Linked DNA regions of Mus musculus: region 1 is linked to region 2. A link is a contact called in public HiChIP or PLAC-seq data. All regions are on one chromosome and are shown on one strand. The core of a region is the stretch at or near the end of the contact, and the rest is flanking DNA. Distances in the headings are between cores, read along the strand shown. Region 1 overlaps Thsd7b (thrombospondin, type I, domain containing 7B). Region 2 overlaps Thsd7b (thrombospondin, type I, domain containing 7B).

The links. HiChIP or PLAC-seq counts read pairs in DNA pulled down with a chosen protein or histone mark.
Region 1: an H3K4me3 HiChIP or PLAC-seq map of the SCID.adh cell line shows a contact between it and region 2, with 16 times the contacts expected there. The contact joins two enhancer-like sites. A contact is called at or near these places in 2 of 484 Hi-C or Micro-C datasets (embryonic fibroblasts and ventricular fibroblasts) and 1 of 115 datasets of contacts at active chromatin or transcription factors (the SCID.adh cell line).

What each region holds. Positions count from the first base shown.
Region 1 is chr1:130,150,216-130,156,036 of GRCm38.p6, reverse strand. All of the region lies in intron 17 of Thsd7b (thrombospondin, type I, domain containing 7B), which reads right to left. Among named protein-coding and RNA genes, the nearest start is that of Gm41951, 150 kb to the left of the region's middle. Within about 2 kb of position 3,121, at least 3 of the 459 cell types and tissues checked have an H3K27ac peak or open chromatin away from gene starts, as enhancers often do. A contact at or near this core is called in the SCID.adh cell line, where this site is marked.
Region 2 is chr1:129,490,927-129,496,809 of GRCm38.p6, reverse strand. The region is part of intron 2 of Thsd7b (thrombospondin, type I, domain containing 7B); the gene reads right to left. Among named protein-coding and RNA genes, the nearest start is that of Gm36347, 120 kb to the left of the region's middle. Within about 2 kb of position 2,584, at least 2 of the 459 cell types and tissues checked have an H3K27ac peak or open chromatin away from gene starts, as enhancers often do. A contact at or near this core is called in the SCID.adh cell line, where this site is marked.

The sequences.
Region 1 (5,821 bases), core at 1,872-4,371, 660 kb before region 2:
AGAATTTCCCAAAGTTCAAGCTTTCCTTGACACCTTGTTTCTCCATAATTTTTGTTCACCCAGCAGCAAGCCTTCTTACCTGGCCTTAATTCTTTTCTTCATGTAAAAGTAAAATAAATATCCTAACTGACAACTTCTTCCCACTTTTTTATATTCATTATTTAAAGAGCATTCCTGCAACTGAATGTGTACTGAGTATATTCTGAGCATGTGTATATGTATTTTTTCATGGGATATCTGGAAGACCCATGTCTTAATATTTTGGTACTATGTGGCAGATGGAAATAAGTGTCTATTCTGTAGAAAGGTTGTTTATCTTGGGCAACCAGGGTGAGTTTTGTAAACTTCCATTAGTATACAAACAATAGACCTTGGATAGTAGTCATTTTGCTTAATATGGGTTTTCCCCAATGTTCTGTATATCCAACAAGAATATTCTCATTAGTCTTACTCTTATAGGTCTCAAACAATCTTGATGGAAGCCATCATTAACTTAACAAAACATATCAATAAATGCATTTAATGAACCCATAGAATAGATTACATAATTTAAGCCATTCAATATAAATTCAAATAGAAGGGTTCTGTTCATATCTCTGAACTATTAAAGATTACAGTTTGGCAACATCTATTATCAGACCAGGTGTTTGTGAATTTAGATTACTCTGCTGATTTCTTGCTTGAAGATGAGCATGACTTCAAAGCCTGGTCTTGCCAGCTCACATCAGATATGGAGAGTCAGTGTAGTCATTGGGTTTAAGTTTATCTGATAGCTGACAGAGGGCTGGCAGCTCCCTCAGTTTTCTGGTTCTCACAAGGTCAGTGGATGCATGCTCCTGAACTTCATCTTTCTTATTTGGACAAATGTAGCAAAGAGTGCATGAGAGAATATTGTAATGCTTTGTAAGGATTTTTAAAAGGAAATTAAACCCCACTTCAAAGGTTAAGAAAAATCTGGGCCTAAAGTATTTCTTCTTGTGCCTTTCATGGGATTCCAAAGAGCTAGTAACTTAAATAAAAAGGGTTTTGCACATCAAAGACAGCTGGACAGGGAAGTCAAAATTGACAGAGCATACAGACTCATCCCCACACTCCTAGAGAGTGAACCAGTAAGGGGCAGTGGTGGGATCTTACAGGGTACCTGTGATATGTGAGAACTAGGCAAGAGAAAGCAGAACAGAAAAACTGGACATAGGGTAAGCAATGGCCACAAACAGACAACTAAACTGAGACATATAGGGTCTACTCAAAGGGATAGGAAGACAAAGAGGCCAGTGAGCTCCCTGTTAGTCCCTGCTTCCTGCTTCTTTAACTCTTTGTATTGATACTTCAGAGCTCTTATCCTTCCAAAATGCTCTATAGCCTTTCACCACACCACTGAAGATAAATAGGTTGTTAGATAATCAAACTGAGACAACTAGGAAGAGTCTCTTCAAAAGATCAGGAGGGTCTGTCTGGAGCAGCTGGAGGGGATAGGGAAACTAGGAAATCTCAGGGTAGCAGGTTTAGTTTTGGAGAGTCCCTTCCAAAAGTTCACACAAGTAATTTTCCAGAGCAAGAAACACAGAAAGAAACCAAACTCAAATTCCACATGAGAATGATGAATGGAATAACATCCTACAGGTAAGATGGTGAAGCAGGCGACACATGGGAAAACAGACGGGAAGTATACTTTCAAAAGGAGCCAAGCTAGCTAGGAAATGACAAAGGAACAAAAAGATGTAAACATGAATAAGAATTATAGGAACTCAGAGACCGAGTAACTGGCTTCAGTGAACAATTCAAAATAAAAGGAAAAGTCATTTTCGGAAATGAGAAAGAAACACGAGATTAAGAAGCGTAACAAATCATGTCTTCATAGACATGAAAAAAAAAAGCTGAAATTAAGCACTGAAAAGACACTGGGAGAATGTGAGAGAAGCTGGTGAACAGAGAAATGAGGCAAACCAGACATCACACGTATAATAAGACTTCATAAGAACCCAAGGCAGAAGCACAGGCTCTAATGATGGAGGAAAAAAAAACCTTTAAGGAAATGTAATGATCAAAACAAAAGATTTGAAACTGCCCATTCAAAAGAGCACATCAGAGTTGTCAATATGGAAACATATTCTCGTATAATTATTTAGCTATGAACAGGAGGGAGAAGAAAAAACAAACCTTTAAATATCTAGGAGAGAGTGCCAGATGGCTTATAGAAGAAACAAAATCACATTCTGTATTGTGGAAGGGAAACTTTATGTTAGAAAAGCATAGACATATAATAAAGATTCACATTCAAAAGGATCTGAGGATATATTACACAGCAAGGCTGACTTTCAATTACAAAGACTGAAGATGAACTGTTAGTAATATACAAGTACTCAGGCTAAATTGCTGCCATGAGTATGTTCTTCAGGATCTATTGGAGACTAAACTTCATGTGTCCAAGAGGATAGAAACCATTAATGTACAGATACGAAATGAACCAATCTTATATGTGGAACATTTGTAATGACTGAGTGCTCTAAAGACACTGGTATACAATACCAATGCCGAAGAATAAACACAGCATGTGCAAATTATGCTCAAAACTTGAAATATCTATAATGGTGATCACAGAGCTATTACTGTCATGAGAGTTTCCCCTGTGAATGGAATAAAGATTCTAAACGTCATATATGCTATGGCTATAATCACTCATTCTCCCTGGTAACTTGATTTATATCATGGAAAAAGTGAGATAAAGATATTAGAATTGAGTACAAGTGAACCTCTGTGGTTCCACATGTAAGTGATAAACATCACCATGAGGCACCTTTATATTTCATCTTCAAAGTAAAGGAAATAATGAACGACATCTCAAAGTCCTGTCTCCGGAAGCAGCTTAGAAACAATGGCACACTGATGCATGTGTCTCCAGATCCCTAGCTCTCTTAGCATGATGCTGAAGGTTATTTCCAACAAAACAAGGCAGGCATTTCTAGAGAAATAGTTGATTAGAAATCTAACAGAAAAAAATATATCCAGAGGAGCCTGAACACTCTACTAGGTCACACCTATTTAAATGTTTACAAAACACATTTGAAAATGCAACCAGAATCTAAGTTTAGGGCTGATGACAAATGGCATGGATACAAAGTGTAAGAATTATTTAAATCTGATCCCATAAGGATGGGGAAGAGACCTTTGTGGTAAACCTGCCAAGAGAAGCATTTTCCCAAATTATCTACACAAAATGGGCCAGCAGGTGAGCAATAGCAGTTGCAGTATACATTCTTTTCATGGTGATTCCAGAAAGAAATGAGGTCTGATAATGGAATTGGAATGTTGTCATTTCATATTTCTTGATTAAAGGGTACAGACACGATACACCAATGCCAGTTGTCAAAAAAGAAAACTAAATAGCAGCAGCAACAACAACTCCCCCCCCCCCCAAAAAAAAAAAAAAACAGTGGGATCTCAGCAGTATGCTTCTTGGTGTATTATAGCTTCTGTAAAGGATGTTCATCAAAGATTGATGGAGGCTTTGCAACTCCCAAGTTACAGGGAAATCATGGAGAGAGAGGAACATGTTTAGCCTTACCATGGAGATATGAGTCCCAAAAGACAGACTGGAAAATGTTCACAGGACAGGTGGTTTATTTTCCTCACCTACTAAATTACCAAGAAGGAGAAATAAGAACAAAAGAGAAAAAAAGAATGAAATAGGAGGGGAAGCCATACTAAAAGAGATTTAAAGATCCATTTAAAACAGAAGACTAACTAATGCATGCAGTCATAGTAAGTAGTTTAGAAACCTGGAACTCCACTTGGTTTGGGCTATGCATATACCCTTTCTACAAACAGTGTACCCAGAAATCTGTTAGCACACTAGGACTCCCACTGACATCAAGTTGCATGCACACTACACTCTGAACAATGGAATATGTTTCCCTTCCTTAATAACCACTGATCTTTGATAGTACTGATTTGAACTCTGGTTATATGTGGGTTTAAAGATATGAGTGATGATCTGGCACAGAATGGTTTTGGGAGCATGGGCAATAAGACAAACTATGTCCTCTAAGTGGACCTGTGGAGAGAAACCCTTATTTTTCATGTTACAATTATGCATAATTGGATGTGGCTATTATTAAAATCAGATGCATTGTGAGAGGGAGCATGTGAATTAGAGGATAAAGCTATATAACTTAATATAGTTAAAACAAAGTAAGGCAAAGCATTCTTACACCACCCCTTAGCAGCAATAATTGGTTACAAAGATCCTTGAGTATCTCCATCCATGTGGCCTGTTGTCTTGACTGCATAGACCCTTTACTTTGCTTTTGTGTAAACTTTCATGACAACTTTGTAATTACTGAGTACTTACTTCAATTCCCTGAAGAGGATATCAAGAACCTAGAAACTCTCATTCCAGACTACAACGACTTGAAACATAATCTATACTGTTTGTATGTATAGATATGAAAAGATTACCTAGAAATTAAGGCTCGTTTTTCTTTTGTGGAGACGGGGAGGTTCCAATCGCGAGAGGGAGCTGGGAGGTTTTTCCAGGGCACTGGAAAGGCTCACTCATGGAAGATTTAACTGTAGATTTGTTATATTTCACTTCTGTATTTGCTATAATTTACAATTTTAAAAAGTTAAGTTAAATCTCTTACTATTCTTAGAATAATAAGGTTGCTTCCATTGTGAGATTTAATGGCTTCCCATCAACAGTCCTTTTCAAAGTGCCTTGTTTCCCACAGAGTTAATAGATGTCAAGAAAGAAAGGAAAAACAAGACATCCCCTAAATGCGTTCGGAGCTCATTGAACTCAGTGTGCTAAAGGATTTTTATCACAAAATTGAACTTTTGGCCACAGTCTGCTATTACAAACTGAAATCCATCCTGTCCTCTCCCCCCCACCCCCCCACCCCCCCAGTCAATGGACTAGACTACATAGCTCAGCCTTCCTTGTGGAAGTATGTGACAAAGGAAATGACTGAGTTTTGACTAGCAGGTTAGGAGAGCATATGTGATAACCCTCCCACTTCCCCAATGTCCACATCTACAGGTCATCCTCCCTGCCCTTCCTTCTCTTCAGAGATGTTCAATACTGACACCACAATGTCCTTAGAAGCCAGAGTTGAAATGGCAGAGTCATCAACCTGCCTGAGGCTCCATGGAAGTAACAGTGTCTTTTCCAAGCCTGGGAATCCACCTGCGGCTATTTATCTTCCTTAGGATCTTCTAAAGTTCCAGGCAGTTTGCTTTTTTACAAATTATCTCTAATCGCTACACTGTACATTTGATTCCCTACAACTCAAAATTTAAACATTTTAGTTTTTTATGTAACAACTTGTATGTTACAGACATAAAGGAATAATACTAAATTCCTTATAAGTTGTAAAGTTGTTAATTTTTCATCTATGAATTCCTTGGACTGCTTGAAAACTCATGTAAAGGTCTCTATTCATTTTAAACAAATAACATTAATAATAAACTAATTAGAAAGCACAACAACAATGAATAAAATATCATTGCACAGATTTTTTTCATATTCTGTGTTTATAAAAGATCATTTCTTGCTTTCCCAAAAGACATACAATTACATTTTAAGGGAATGTGTTAGGAATTTTTACAAAAATAAAGAGTGATTTCATCTTTCCTTCAAAAGAAAAGTACTTATTAAATTAGATTTAGAAGAAGTTAAAATTATTTTACTGTTGTTTTGTGTATTGGAAGGTAAGACACAATAGAAGAAATTGATACATCAGTCAAAGAAAATGTTAAATCTAAAAATTCCTGACACAAAACATCCAGGAAATCCAGGATACCATGAAAAGACATAAACTAA
Region 2 (5,883 bases), core at 1,335-3,834:
AAAGTGCTATCAAATCATGTAGATTGTGTAATAGCTCATAAAATGCAAAAGTATTAAACAGACTTGGGTCTGTTAGGCAAGGTATGATAATTGCTTGGACAGACAGACAGATACACACACACACACACACACACACACACACATTCCAATGATCACAATGAACGACTGTACACACGGGGGGAGGGGGCACACAGACACGTGCACAAACACACACTCCAATTATCACAATTAACTTGTGAAAAACACACAGACAAACACACACACACACACACCAATGATCATAATGATCTTGTGCTTAAGTCATCTCTGATATTTCTACAACAGAAGTTTCAATAACCTTTGCAAACCAGATACCACTCTTAGCCACAGGAAAGTCTTCTGCCCAGCCTGTACCTCCTGCATTGGATGGGAACTCCAGACCAGGAGCTACAAAGAATAACTCAAAGTCAAGTTCAGGAAGAACCTTATGAACACAAATGCATTGATTGACAAAGAACATTCCAAACCCCACGTAATCTCCACCTTGTCACCCTGTGAAATATGTTCCCTTGCTTGGATGATGTTATCACAAACCTTTTTGTTTTTTTTTTTTTTAGGGTTTCCTTCATTTAGAACACAATGGATCTAAAAGTTTAAAAAAAAAACTTCTATGGCTTAATTGTATTCTAGGTAGCATAATTTGTGCTTTGGACTTCCCTGTGCTTATTTTTGCTGACCAGCAACTAACAGATACACTGCTCTTGACTGCCTTGTCATCTGAATTGAAAACCTCATTAAAAGTGTCAGAGCCTCCTCTCCCTCGAACAAAGCCACTCTGCATCTCCAGCAAAGTGGGTTAAAAGGGAAGCTCAGAATTCAAGGAGAGACCCTGAATAAGAGATTGTAAACAGCTTTTCTCACCTCCTTTCAGAGACATGTTGTATTTTCTCTTGCATTTATAGACTATTGAACAATATGGTGTTACCTGAGCTGTATTCCCCAGCCCTACTGGCCAAGAAGAATATGTATACATTAACATAAATTCTAATCACATATCCTGCTTAAAAATATGACTCACTACTGTTGACAATATTATAACTAGAATCATACTAATATTTTTACCTAAGTAATATCCAGGATATATCAATCACCAAAGTATTTAAATGCAGGATTAAGGAAATGGATCTGTGGTTAAAGAGTGCTTACTGATCTTGTAGAAGACTCAAGTTGAGATCCCACCATCCATTTGGACATCTCACAACTGTCTGTAACCCAGACATCTACTTTGCCTTGGCAACTGCGCTTATATGTACATATGCCTCCAAACACACATCCACATAAATATTAAATTAAAATAAACCTTAAAACCATAAGAATAATAAATTAGCAAAATATAGTGGGTCTGTCTGTCTCTCCCTCCATCCCTCACTATCCCAGCCTCCCCCATGTGTGTATGTGTGTGTGTGTGTGTGTGTGTCGTGTGTATGCCTCTGTGTATGTCTAACTGTCTGTCTCTGGGTATGTATATAGCAGAAAAACTACTTTTATTACTACTACTATTACTACTACTACTACTACTAATAATAATAATGGATAATGAGGATTGTATTGATCAGTTTCTAAAACAATCAACTTAAAATCAAGATTGATTGGCTCACAGGTTTAGAATTGCAGCTTATAGCTGCTTGGCCCTGGTACTTTTGGTCTTACCAAGAGAAATCACACCATGGCAGAAGCATGTAGCACAGCAAAACCACTCACTTCATGAAGGCAGTGAAAAAGAAAATAGAAGAGGCTGGGAACGTACAATTCTCACTGAGATCACCCTATTAACTATGGGCATCCCACTGTGCTTTGCCTCTTAAAGCCTGCCTATAGTGCCACATGCAGGGGATGAAAGTTCCAATGGCACTTCCTGAAACCAAGCAGCGCTGGCTACAGAATATGCATATCTTCAACACCAGCTGTCTATCACATGCTCCTTTCCCAGGTAAGTGGTGCTCAGTAGGATACTGCAATCTCTTATAGGCCTTGACTGAGTAAGAAAGCACAGAGTAAGATGTGGCTCAATGACGGAGCCTCCTCTCAGGATATTGTTTTAGCCTCCAGTCTCAGCATATGCCCATCTGTATCATGCTCACAACCTGTTCATATGTGTGTTCATGTGTTCACATGGAGACTGGAGGTATTGCTCTCCATTTTATTCTTTGAAACAATTCTCTTGTTGAATCTGGAGCTCACTTATTCAGCTAGACTGGCTAGCAAATAAGTCTCAGGGATCCTCCTATCTCTGCCTCTCCAGGAGTACAGCATCCCCAGTTTTTGAAACGGGTACTGGGAATCAAAGCGGGGACCTCATGTTTTACTGGCTGAGTCATCTTCCTAACCTTATACGGCTTGATTTTTACCTCTCTGACCACTGGCTTCAAATACAACATAATCTACAACAGAGTGGATGATTGATTTGTTCTGCTCATCATCAACTGGAAGCAATGAACACAGGCCAGCAGGCTTCTTCAGTGTCCCTGGAGGGAAAGTGAAAGTAATTGATGGGGCTAAGAAAAGTAGAACTCAGTCATTTGTTCCTGGGGATCTCAGCCTCTCCATCAACTTCATCTTAGGAACATAACCATGTTTTCCTAATGGTAATATGGAATGGGAAGTGACATCCCATGAGTAATTTTACTCATAAATAATTCAGACACTGTCCAAATGGGCAAGGATGCATGAGTGCACCCTGTGATAAAAGATGCAATGTGGAGCATTGGTGCTGATTGGTAATGATAATCTCCATAGTCAGTCATCAGCTTTCGTGCATATAGTGGGGATGGGGGGTTCACTGTAGATTTGTGAGCCAGGACATGTCTTGTATACTTTATATTATTCAGAGAGCCAATGGCTTCAGATGATAGAGTTTTTAATCTCATAGGTATGAAAACCTGAGTTAATCCCCAAAGTCACATAAGTATTGGGGAGGGGAAGACAAGCAGATCTGTGGTGCTAACTGGCCAGACATCCTAGCTTTGTTGGCAAATTCAAGGCTAGTGAGAGACCCAGCTTGAAAAAAGAATAGGAAATGTGGATGGTACCTGAGAAGACACTGGGGTTATCCTCCGACCTTCACATACACACACATGCATAGTACAGCTCTACACATGATAACAAATACATGTATAAACACACACAGAGAGACATGAGTAGTACACCTTTACATGTGATAAAACACACATACACACACACAAACATATAAAGCCAACCTATGAAGGTTTGACAGTAAAGACAGATCTCATGTGTTTATTAAATGGTATAGGCTTTATTAAGCGAGGTTATGGTATTATTATTATTACTATTATTATTATTATTATTATTATTATTATTATTAAATTCCTGGTAGGAGAAGGAGCAAGAACTGCTAAGGAAAAGTCTTAGCTTACCAACAGGATGGAGATATCCATAAAAACTTAGCTGAGGTTTTTTTCCACGGATATAAAGGCAGGATTTCCAAGAAGTTTGCAGATGAGAAGCCAAGGTGACACATTAGTGCAAAGTGACAGCCAGTTGACCCCTGAATCTGCTCTGGGAGCTAGAGCACAGTAGGTAGAGCAAGACCCACAAGCAATATAAGTTGGGCTAATATGTTTCTATGTCTCAGAAACATTCCAAGTTTTAAACACAGATGCAACATCATGTAAAGAAGTGATCTATAGACTCAGCCATGATCTATAGGCACTAAAAGATTAAGAGTGCAGAGGCAGCCCAATAAGCATAAGGATTCTATGTCAATCATCAAACCTACTACAAAGATGGATGTTGCTGTGTGGAACCTGGAATCCCAGTGCTGGGTTGACCCCTTGGCTTTCCTTCCAAGTCCATCTAGCTGACTTAGGAAGCTCTGAGAGAATGAAATCCTGTCTCAAAAACAATGACAACAAAAACAAAATTAGCCAACCAACCAAGAAAGAAACAAAATCCAAGGGTAGATGATAGCATCTGATGAACACCAAGGAGCAAATGACTGAGTTCTACTTTTCTTAGCCCCATCAAGGACTTTCACTTTCCCTCCAGGGACACTGAAGAAGCCTGCTGGCAAATTGTCCTTTGGTCTTCACAAGCACATACATGTAGCACATCCCCTCAAACTCTTAACCCCCAGTACATGCCACATGCCTGCACACACACACACACACACACACACACACACAATCTCCCCCACATACATTACAAATAATTTTAGAGTTTACTTGGATCCTTACTCCACATGTACATCTTAGAATCAAACATCAGTTCAAGTTTTCCGCTGTTTCAAGCCCCACTGCCCTCTCCCCACCTCCTGCCAAAGATGAAAGCACTTCTACTAGGTGGAGTGACCAGGGGCTAGGCAAGCAGAAGGAAGAGAGAGATAAACCAAAATAATCTGCAAATTGGATAATCTCTGGACAGAATAGTCTATTATCACAAATGCTTGGTTTTAAGCTCTCCATTCTCCAGGGAGCCATACCCACAAGAGAGTCACTTAAAGGCTAACTCAGCCCCTCACTGGCATGTGACAGGTTTTCGTTGTTACAGAAATGATGGTGCTGTTTATGGAAGATTCGGACGAATCTGAAAATCACCTGGAACACAATTTCATTGCCTATGTACTTATGGGATTTAAAGAAAGGAAAAACGACCAGTTACTATTTCAGAGATTGCACACCCTGAGAAGAAAAATAACCTCTGTGATTCTTCAAATACCTCAATAAACTAAATCTAAATATTTCTACCTGCCCAACATCTTTTTTTTCTGTTTTACCTCTCCCCATTCACTTCAAACATGATAATCGCTAAAAGCCTAACAGTGAGCAGAAAGTGGAAAACCTCCAGACATTTTCCCTGATACAAGGATGGTGGTCTCAGCTGTACACTATTACAAACATTAAGACTGCATCAAAAAGAACATGGTCAGGCTCTAGCTTGAGAAGGGCAATAGATTATACTCAGTTTCCTGGCTAGATTAGTGGTTAGGTAGGGTGAGAAACCCTGTCTTCTGTCTACAAGAATGAAAGTTGTATGCACCACTGGGTACTTCAACAGCAGATAGTAACAGATGCAACTATCACAGCACTCTGATGTTACACCATGTGACAGAGGACTGCCATGTGCACGTGTTGTAGAACAGTTAAATGACATCGCCTGTGACTGGGAAACTAAGAGAAGAAAATGGAGTTGCCCAGAGTGAGATCTAGTAGTCCATAGGGATTCAGAAAGAAGCGAAGTGCCCAGAAAGGCTATCATTGGTCAGAGATAAAAAGAAGTCCTCCTAGAAGGAACAGATGAACTGGATTCGTTCTGATGTTCTGATGGGAAGATGCGCCCCTATCCATGTCCCAAGGACACATATAACATGGAAGGAGTTGTGGTGTAAAATTATGGTGCACAGAGTGGTGAAGTTGTCAGATAAGCATTTACAGATGTCCATGTTACAGGTAATGTGCTTACTGTGGTGTGGTTATGTGCTGCCATCTATTGGAGGGGTGGGAGGGTGACTCCCATATCTTGTATTTTAAAATTGCCCAGGGAGGATATGTCAATATATCGGAGAACAACTTGGAGACAGTGATGATGGTAGCAGCCACCTGAATGCTAAGGAAATGTGAATAAATTCCTTACACATAAGGCAATCCATGAGACTTGGAGAAGGAGTGAAAAAACTGAATGAAGGAATCTCTAGAAATCCAGAACGAGGAAATCAGTCAAATGATGTCTCTGTGAAAGGCATAGGGATTTCGTCCATACAGAAACCTGTGCAAAGGACACTGCTCAGGGGAAATGGCCTTGTTCTTGTTTTGTGTGAAGAGGTGTGTTGGTGATCACCAAGGACCACAGCACTAGTAGAGGAGTAATTTGGAAACTTGCCACGATTTT